Regions from separate parts of the Bombyx mori genome. Here region 2 is linked to region 1. A link is a contact called in public Hi-C data. All regions are on one chromosome and are shown on one strand. The core of a region is the stretch at or near the end of the contact, and the rest is flanking DNA. Distances in the headings are between cores, read along the strand shown. Region 1 overlaps LOC101741098 (CCAAT/enhancer-binding protein zeta). Region 2 overlaps LOC101746832 (mitogen-activated protein kinase kinase kinase kinase 5).

What was found. A called contact is a pair of places that touch in the nucleus more often than the background predicts.
Region 2: a Hi-C map of middle silk gland shows a contact between it and region 1, with 2.1 times the contacts expected there. The contact joins two enhancer-like sites. A contact is called at or near these places in 2 of 7 Hi-C or Micro-C datasets (middle silk gland and whole pupa).

What each region holds. Positions count from the first base shown.
Region 1 is chr24:7,246,888-7,251,725 of ASM3026992v2, forward strand. It overlaps LOC101741098 (CCAAT/enhancer-binding protein zeta), which reads left to right. Exons shown (of 20, transcript XM_021353432.3): 9 at 1,699-1,904; 10 at 2,807-3,077; 11 at 3,673-3,832. Among protein-coding and RNA genes, the nearest start is that of LOC101741098, 11 kb to the left of the region's middle. Within about 2 kb of position 1,839, at least 2 of the 8 cell types and tissues checked have open chromatin away from gene starts, as enhancers often do.
Region 2 is chr24:7,450,429-7,455,266 of ASM3026992v2, forward strand. It overlaps LOC101746832 (mitogen-activated protein kinase kinase kinase kinase 5), which reads left to right. Exons shown (of 21, transcript XM_038019700.2): 21 at 1-1,095. Among protein-coding and RNA genes, the nearest start is that of LOC101741556, 4.6 kb to the right of the region's middle. Within about 2 kb of position 2,898, at least 6 of the 8 cell types and tissues checked have open chromatin away from gene starts, as enhancers often do.

The DNA.
Region 1 (4,838 bases), core at 589-3,088:
TTTAGGCGCATGAGGGTAAAATTTTTACAGATGTAACGTCACGCAGGAATGCAACGGAAGTATCGATTTTTTTTTTATTACAGCGCCATCTATGAGATTTTTTAGTACTAACGTGCGTATGAAACCTCATAAAGTGAATTTCAATTTAGGATTATACGTGACGTTAAAATATCGATCGATCATACTATAAAAGATCATTTACAATTATTTACTAATGACAAAATTTTACATATACTTAGACATTTAGGATAATTGTATTTTAATTTTTGAAGGTTTCACTTCTAACACGTGTGAATTGCACACATGTTTCTTTTTTTTTCTGTGTTTAGTTATATAATAGTTAAATGCCTTAACTTTAATAACATATAAGCTTAGGGGCATCTGCTACAAGATTTCGCTGGTTTCCATACAAAAAATATTTGTCTTATAGTATAGTAGTTTCAGGGCCCTGGGACAGCTCACAACTCATCAAACGTGTATATGGTTCAGGGAGACTCACAGTACAGCCAATCTAGTATTAAGTGATTACCAAGAGCCCGTAGATGTCACAGTGTGGCTCCGTTAAACCCACTTAAAGACATGACGTATTGTACTATCTCAACCCGTCAAACTGGAAAGCACGTCTGCTTCGCGGCAGAAATAGATAGGATGATGGTACATACCCGTGCGGGCTCAAAAGACACCCACCCTCCTTATTATTATACAAATTGAAATTTGCCACCAATCATCGGGTTAAATAATCAAAATAGTCAGTTTTTTTTGTTGCTTAGATGTCTGGACGAGCTCACAGCCCACCTGGTGTTAAGTGATTCCGAGAGCCCTTACCAATAAACTTAACAATAAAATTGAGATTAAAACGGTTCCAAAGGAAGGTTGAATCGAAAATGACTTTTATTTAGTGTTTGTTTTTTTTTTTTTTTTGCCTAGTTGTGTGGATGAGCTCACAGCCCACCTGATGTTAATTGGTTACTGGAGCCCATAGACATCCACAACGTAAATGCGCCACCCACCTTGAGATACAAGTTCTAAGGTCTCAAGTATAGTAACGACGGCTGCCCCACCCTTCAAACCGAAACGCATTACTGGTTCACGGCAGAAATAGGCAGGGTGGTGGTACCCAACCGCGCGGACTCACAAGAGGTCCTACCACCAGTAATTACGCAAATTATAATTTTGCGGGTTTCATTTTTATTACACGATGTTATTCCTTCACCGTGGAAGTCAATCGTGAACATTTGTTGAGTACGTATTTCATTTGAAAAATTGGTACCCGCCTGCGGGATTCGAACACCGGTGCATCGCTCAACACGAATGCACCGGACGTCTTATCCGTTAGGCCACGACGACTACAGAACTTGAAGGTCTTCGTTACCAGGTCATAAAATCCCTTAAAAAATCATTATAAGCATAATTAATATACCTTAATTAAGCGTACCTAAACGGTCAGCGACAATGGACCGCCTTACGAGCTCTAATTTTCAGAAGTTTCTGATTCATAATGGCATAGAACGTATTTATTGAGCTCCCTATCATCCCGCTTCTAATGGGGCCGCTGAAAATGCCGTTAAAATTTTTAAACGCGCCATTAAAAAGACATTAAAACAGAATTGAAATGTACATACAGCACTGTGTAGATTTTTATTAGCTTACAGAAATAGAGAACACAACATCGCTAATCTGCGGTACTTATTGTTCCAGGGCGAAATCGATTCCCGGCTAATGTCAGCGATATTGACGGGCGTCAAACGCGCCTACCCGTTCGCCGATAAGGAGCGGCTCACAGAGACTCAGGACCACATCGACTCGATCCACCGGCTTGTGCACCTGGCCGGCATCAATATATCCGTGCACGCTCTGGCTCTGCTGTTCCAGATCAGCGACGCCTCCACCGGGACCAGCGACCGGTGAGCCCCCGCGACACCCCTAATGAAAGTCGTCGTGGCCTAAAGCATAAGACGTCCGGTGCATTCGTATGTAGCGATGTACCGGTGTTCGAATCCCGCAGGCGGGTACCAATTTTTCTAATGAAATACGTACTCTCAACAAATGCTCACGATTGACTTCCACGGTGAAGGAATAACATCGTGTAATAAAAATCGAACCCGCAAAATTATAATTTGCGTAATTACTGGTGGTAGGACCTCTTGTGAGCCCGCGCGGGTAGGTACGCTGCCTAGTTTCTGCCGTGAAGCAGTAATGCGTTTCGTTTGGAAAGGTGAGGCCGCCGTTGTAACTATACTGAGACCTTAGGACTTATATCTATGCATGTAGATGTCTATGGGCTCCAGTAACCACTTAACACTAGGTGGTCTGTGCGCTCGTCCACCCATCTAAGCAATAAAAAAAAACTTTCAGCCGTGCCCGGTATATTAAAACGTGAAGTAAAAACTTTATATCCATTTTTAAGAAAATTGCGCGGACGGAGGAGTATAAAGTTACTCACACTTATAGAGAATGTAGAGAAGGAGTGTAGAGCTAATATTTTTTTTAAATTATACATTAATGATACATTGAATCAATAAAAAAACACACTACCATGTGTATGACACATACATTCTTTGTTTATTGTCGAACTTTTCTTATTGCTTATAGTCTGTGGTCAAATTGATAATAGATTAAATATTGTTTGTCTTTATTAATATTTGTCTATAGTGTAGTCTTGGCGAAATCTGTGATTATAACAGTATCATAAATAGTCTTTGACAATAGAACCGAAATTATAATTTTAATTAATTATAGTCGAACTTCGACAATTGCGGGACCACTAGTTAGAAAAAACGTGAATAGTTTTCTCGATAATTTCCAGTTACTACTCGGCCTTATACAAGAAGCTGACGAACTCCGACATATTGAACACTACGCACACGGCTCTGCTCTTCTCGCTCGTTTACAAGTCGCTGAAGCAGGACAAGAACATTCCCAGGGTGGTGGCCTTCGTCAAGCGATTGCTCCAGCTGTGCTGCTACGTGCTGCCGGCCCAGGCCTGCGGGATGATCTTCCTTCTGTCGAGGGTCCTGAAGGACTCCTCCAAGAAGGAGGCCATCAAACTTGTATGGAACAAACGGGAGGTGAAGGAAGTAAGTTAGTCTGCTAATACAATCTTCTATATTCTTCTTCTATATCACTATATAGTATAAAACAAAGTCGCTTTCTCTGTCCCTATATCTGTCCCTATGTATGCTTAAATATTTAAAACTACGCAACGGATTTTGATGCGGTTTTTTTTAATAGATAGAGTGATTGAAGAGGAAACTTTGTATGTCTAATAACATCCGTTAAATAGTGGAGATATCAATAATAAATTACAGTTTCCGAAGCGAAGCGAGGGCTGGTCGCTAGTTAAGGATAATTGAAAAACTGCTGGTTCAGCTCTTGATACAGTTTAAATAGGACGTTTATTGTGTTTAATAAGAGTTTTTTTAATGTTCTCGATCGCGTACAAGTTAACTCATATTTGTATGGAGTTGGAATGAGTTAACGTTTTACGCGATCGGTAAGTTAAAAAACTCGCACTAAGCACACTGCAATAAAAATAGTATAATTAAGAGCTTTCTTTTTTGGACTCGGTTAAAAATCAACTTCAACTTTTGACATGAATTTTCATTTTTTGATCTATTTTTTGTTTTTTACTGTCGCATAATACTCGCGTTAATGAAGTAAAAACGTTTTCAGGAAATCAAAAGTGAAGATGTTATAGGACCACAGCAGGATACAACCGAGAACGGCACAGACAAAGACGGTGCTGAGCCCACGGACATCGTCCAAGATGAGGAGGTTAAGGAAACTAAAAAAGTTGATTTACTGCGTGGCGATAAAAAAGATCTGCTCTTGGGTATGTTGTTATCTATACTAATATATAAATCTACAGTGGTTTTTACGGATGTACCGTTATAACTACTGAACCGTGCAGCCGACTTCGTAGTACCTAAACCTAAACCTTTGTACAAAATAAACTTAAAACAAACAAAAGGAATCCGTCCGACAGGCGACATATCAAAGGAAAAAGAAAATTGTTATTTTTATTTCATTACGAGCATTTTCATATTTATTTACCTTTTAAACCTTCTCTGGATTTCCACAAATAATACAAGACCAAAATTAGCCAAATCGGTCCAGCCGTTCTTAGCGAGACTAACGAGCAATTCATTTTTATATATATAAATATAGACTAACCGCACTCACCCGCTTCGCTGGGCACTTAAAATTTACATTATTATTTATTGTCATTATCATTAGGAAGTCCAACAATCATATAAATATTAGCCTATCCATTAAGTACATGTATTTTCTACATGGATACCAAGTTTCAATTCAATCGGATGCATGGTTCAGTAGTTATAACCAGTGGTCGGAGTAGGTAGATTGATTTTAAATATTTGCGTCAAGATATTATAATATGGACATGCCATTTTATCCACAATGATTTTTTTTTTAATTGAAAAAATAAATTTTTAATCCTCATCGGATACAATTTCTATATTTATGAGATAAAGTAACAAAAAGCCCTGTCTAAGTTTTGTCTCATACTGACAAGCGTCATTTCTAATTCAACAGAAAGGGACAAAATACGGTGTAATTATTCCAAGGTGTATGAAATAAAATACTGGTTTCTTTCACCATTAGCTAGCACTGGTAGCGTAGATTAATATTATTAATACGTTTTTCACGTTAAACACAGATTCATGCTAATTTCAAAATTCCGGAACAAATATCACTATAAATATGAAGTTCCGGTATTTTGGAGTTACATCCATATTATTCTCTACGTTTGACGTCAACGACCTTAAAGCAATCTACCTACTCCGACCTCTGGTTATAACAGAACATCCGTAAAAACC
Region 2 (4,838 bases), core at 1,648-4,147, 200 kb after region 1:
ATAAATGCCTCCCTCAACCCTCCAAAGCAGAATATTAGCTTGATACCAGGGTGGTGGGGGATACCAAGGTATGATGATACCAATTGGCGATCATAAAAACTGGCATCGCAGACCAATAAAAAAGCAAAAGAAATTGGCAATATGTATTTTTGTATAGGAAAAGTACATTGTATTTGTATCGCGTTGGAAGGGTGTTGATTAAGCAGCGCCACGGTTCGATGGTGCCGCTGAGGGCAGCTTTTGAGGTCAGGGTAGCGATGGTCGAGTCGGTTGAGGGTCGATCTTGGTCGTTTTGGGCGATTTTCTCTCACATAAGACATTGTACAGTTGATCATGAATCATGATTGGAGCGTCTACGGAATTCGGATCAGTGTGCTTAGTGCGAGTTTCTTAACATTCGCGATAGCGTAAAAGTACGTAAAAGTTAAGCCAATTTTGTATACAGTTGGAACAGCGCCCCTAGCGGCAAACGTAGGCAAATGATCCCATTCCATATACAAATATGAGCTAACTTTTACGCTATCGAGAACGTTAAAAAACTCGCACTAAGCACACAGGAGTCAGATTGTAATGTGTATCCCAGACTCGCCCGTCACTGGATCAGATGGTATTAACTTATGAACTGTGATATTTCAAATCACAGTTGTGATGTATTTTTTTTGTTTATTGCACGCAAAACGTTATTAAATTGAATTCTTTTGAGTTTATCTTTGAATTGAAAAAAGAAAAATCGCTTTTCACCATCGACGCTGGCTGTAAATAATGAGATTAAAAACAGTTTCTACCTTTTTGTCTGTGATCATGGTAGAAGTTTTAGATTGAATGTTGTCAACATCGAAGCTATCACTGGCGTTTCGTTTCACGCACAGTTTTCAGTTATTTTGAAAATCAACTTGACAGAATTTAGGAAAAGGAACGTACGCTTAAGTAACGTTGTGATTTCGCTAATTTAATAATAATAATATTAATATTATTTGTTTCGTTTTTATTTTTTTATTTTGTCAAGTTGTTTTTTGTTATGGTTACATCGACTTTATGCTTTCAAATAATACCTTTTTATTTATACCTCTCTCAATAAACGTTTATTTTGTATGATTTTGGTTTTTTTATTTTTTATTTTTCCTTTCCGCAAACTATGGATATTACATTTTTTATCAACACACATTCTTTTTATGTCGTGATTGTTTTAGTTAAGATTTAAATTGTTTTTTTGGTCTAATTCTGCACTTTTAAAATTATTATTTCACTCATATACTCTACGTATTTCGACATGTTAGTATCATCTCTACGGATAACGGTTATTGGCGGGATGACACATAATAATTAATATTTTTAAATGATTCGGTTTTAATATTAGTTTTAAACCGTTAGCTTTATTAGACGTAAGTAAATGAGAACACCATTTTCTCATTAGAACGAGAGAAATATTTAAGATATTTATGACAAATAGTACGCTAATGAACACCAGTACCTAATAAATGTTTCGAATTTTTATCTATTTTAATAAATAATTAGTGATAACGCGAGATAAAGGTGAGCCGATTTAGTTCTTGTTTTTTTTTTTTTTAAATCGACAGGTAATTTGTAATTTCTTATCAATTTCTCAATTTTTATTTTTTTGTTTTCCTACCTATGCTTATAGCCTTGAGAGGCTATTTCAGCTTCACCCTAACGTTTATAGATGAGCTCACGGGGCTCAACCGGAGAGTTGCTAACACTGACCCTAGCAAGAGTAGTGCTTCGCAGAATCTACCACCGGATCGGAAACGCGACCCACTGAGAAGATCCGGCGAGAAACTCAGTGGGCTGTGTCTATGGAGAATTTCTCAATATGGCGGATTGAATGTATGAGAATGACATTTGAAATTGCAAGCAGAGTCCAAAGCAATGTTTGAATGTGAACATCCGCGGTGACAAGTGTAGCGCTGTAAAAATACGGCTTTTATCTAAACTCTGTTACTCATTTCATACAAAAGTAATATTGCTTTGGGTAAAGTCATGAAAAGTACATTGAGTATTTGTGTGCCACCTTTGAATAATCAGATATTGTCTCAACATGTATACCATTATATTATTTTATTGCTCAGAAATACAATCACAGAAAATATAACTAAGCCACGTTCTCGTAAGATAATCAAATGGTGAAAGTTAAAATTCAGAAACATGTAGGTGTGCTCACTCATGGAACCTCTTAACAATTAACAATACATTGTCATTGTTTATGACATGAGCGTCGGTCAAGTTTTCCCTCACTGGTCTCAGTATTACAGCTGCGGTGATAAACATGCGCAATATAAATATTATTGCTAGATAAGAAAATGTTATTTACCAAAAAATGATAAGGTGAACATTAAATATGAATATTTCTGTAGTAATTAAAAAAACAAGCAAAAATAAATATTGTGATACGTCGCGTCGCTATAAATGAATGAAATCCTAAACAATTAAACATCGGTCGATATGTATCTAAAATAAGGAATTTTACTTTTGCAGTCACGATTTAAAAAAACACCTTTATCTCGCGAAAGCTTAGTATTAATCCAGAGTATGGATATTAAGTTTAGGTTTGTAGTTTAAGAAACAAATAATATTTGAAAGTCTGGATTTTAAGTCTATTAAAGAGATTATAAAGCGTGATGTCGCTGAATTAGCATTAAATGCGGTCTTTTTTTCGATTTTCAATATTATTAATTGTATTCTTATATGTAATGTTTTTTTTTAAATATTAGCGGAGCTGTATTTAGTAAGTTAAAACGACATCTACAACATTACGACTGCCCTGCGAAAATTTCAAATGACCAAATAATTTATCCGAGATATTTTTTATCTGTGGTTTTTGCACTTTTTAGCGGGAACGTGAATAAACCTATGGACCGTTGCGTTTTGTGTATAGTGTTTATTGAGATGTACTCTACGTACTGTATGCATCGATATATTACCACTCGATGACTGTAGGCTAAACCTTTGCAAGCCGTTAAATATGAATTTGCACATAACGTATGACACTGCTTTGGAACGTCTATGAGGCTTTTTTATTTTTTTGCGAGTGATAAAGAGTGCGACTTGCATTTTTTTGACGTCCTAGTAAAATTTTACGGGTCCTTAATCGGTTGCCTTCATTGGTCGCGTTACTTGTATAGATCTCAGAATATTCGTTCAAGAAGTACCTATCCTTTAATAAAGTATTGGATTACAGTTTTAGACCTTGGAAAAGAAATTACTATACAGTTCTGCTAATAATTTTCTATGTTATTACTGTCTACTAGATATTTTCTAAATTTTTGTCTTATTCTGCTTAGCAAATTTATTACTATAACTACTGTTAGAGTCTGATTTAAAGTCATGCTTCATTTCTTAGAACTTGTACTTTTAAATTATATCGTAACCCTTAAATACGCTTGGTTATTGTTATTTTAACAAATTTCAAAACTTTGATTTTGATTGCTTTTGAATCTGTTACTTTAATATCTGTCTATAACGCAACAGTATACATAATCATCTATTTTCCACATTAAACGAAATCAATTGATTTATTTGCGAATACCAGAGTTGTTATTACCATTTTCCAACAAGAATTAGTCTGCAGATAGGCGGCAGTTACAAGACTGCAAACCAAATTTATTACCTCGGATGGTAGGTAATAAGTTACATTAGCCATTAATAGCTGATCAAACGTAAATACCGCCACTCATCTTTGGACCAAGCGGATACCCTACGTCGAGGGAACCTGTAAAACATTATCTACTCTATTATCTGCGTGTTCACACCTACTATCAATAATAATGTGCCCATCTCAACCACTAAGGACATCTGGCACTATAAGAAAAAGAAGATAAACATTTTTTAAGACAGAGAATAAATTAAAATAATTTAATACCGACGCATTTAAGGGTTAAAATCGATTTAAATTTTACTAAACTAGTTTTGTTGCTAAATTTTTCTTAAAGTTTTTCATCTCAATATATTATGAATAGTTTTTAAGTCTTCGATAATTAAAAAAAAATGATGATAATAAATTCAAGAGGAAAAATATATGTATTTAGTTTATATTAATATAAAATTAGAATATATTTTCGTTATAATTGAGAGTTATCAAATTGTAAATATATAGGTAGAGGTAGACACAAACCTGGCCGTGAGGTTTGAGAACACAATTTGTTTCCAGATATATTTTATTCCATAATAAAAAAAGGTAACAAAATTACTTTGTTTCTTATTTGTTATTTTTTCGGTAAATTAGGTACAACTACTTTTAAGACGTAGGTTATTTCTTTTATTAAATTTTTTATTATATTTTATTTTAACGCATCGACTTGTGGGATTCTTCATTTCGGAAAGGTTTTTTAAGCGGACAATACAAGTAATAAGTGAAGTAGTATCCGCAGATTCAGATAAACTTAACTATAAGATATATGGAATTATCATAAGATGAAGATATCAGGTTTTTTCTAGTATTTACTATATGATTGAATACATTTATTGCTCCTCCTTGGATGAGTGCCGTTAATGGGTTAACTGATGAGACACCAGCCTTGAAACGTGAACCTGAAGTTTCAATTGTGTTGTTAGTCAATAGTAATGGATTCGACTTTCATGACGACCTGGACCTAGTCCATCAGTACTTAAGTGTTTGCAGTCAGCGTCAATGCCCCATCTCGATAAAGCGGCACGACACGAGAACCCTCTCATTGTGGCCGCCGGTAACTACATAGCCGATCCTGCAGACCGAACAGTAAACAGTCGACGTCGCCGCCCAAAACCGTCATCTCAGATCCTCCCGATCCACTAACGGAGCTTTTAGGTACCCCAAGCACCGGTCATCGTTCTCGTCGAACCCG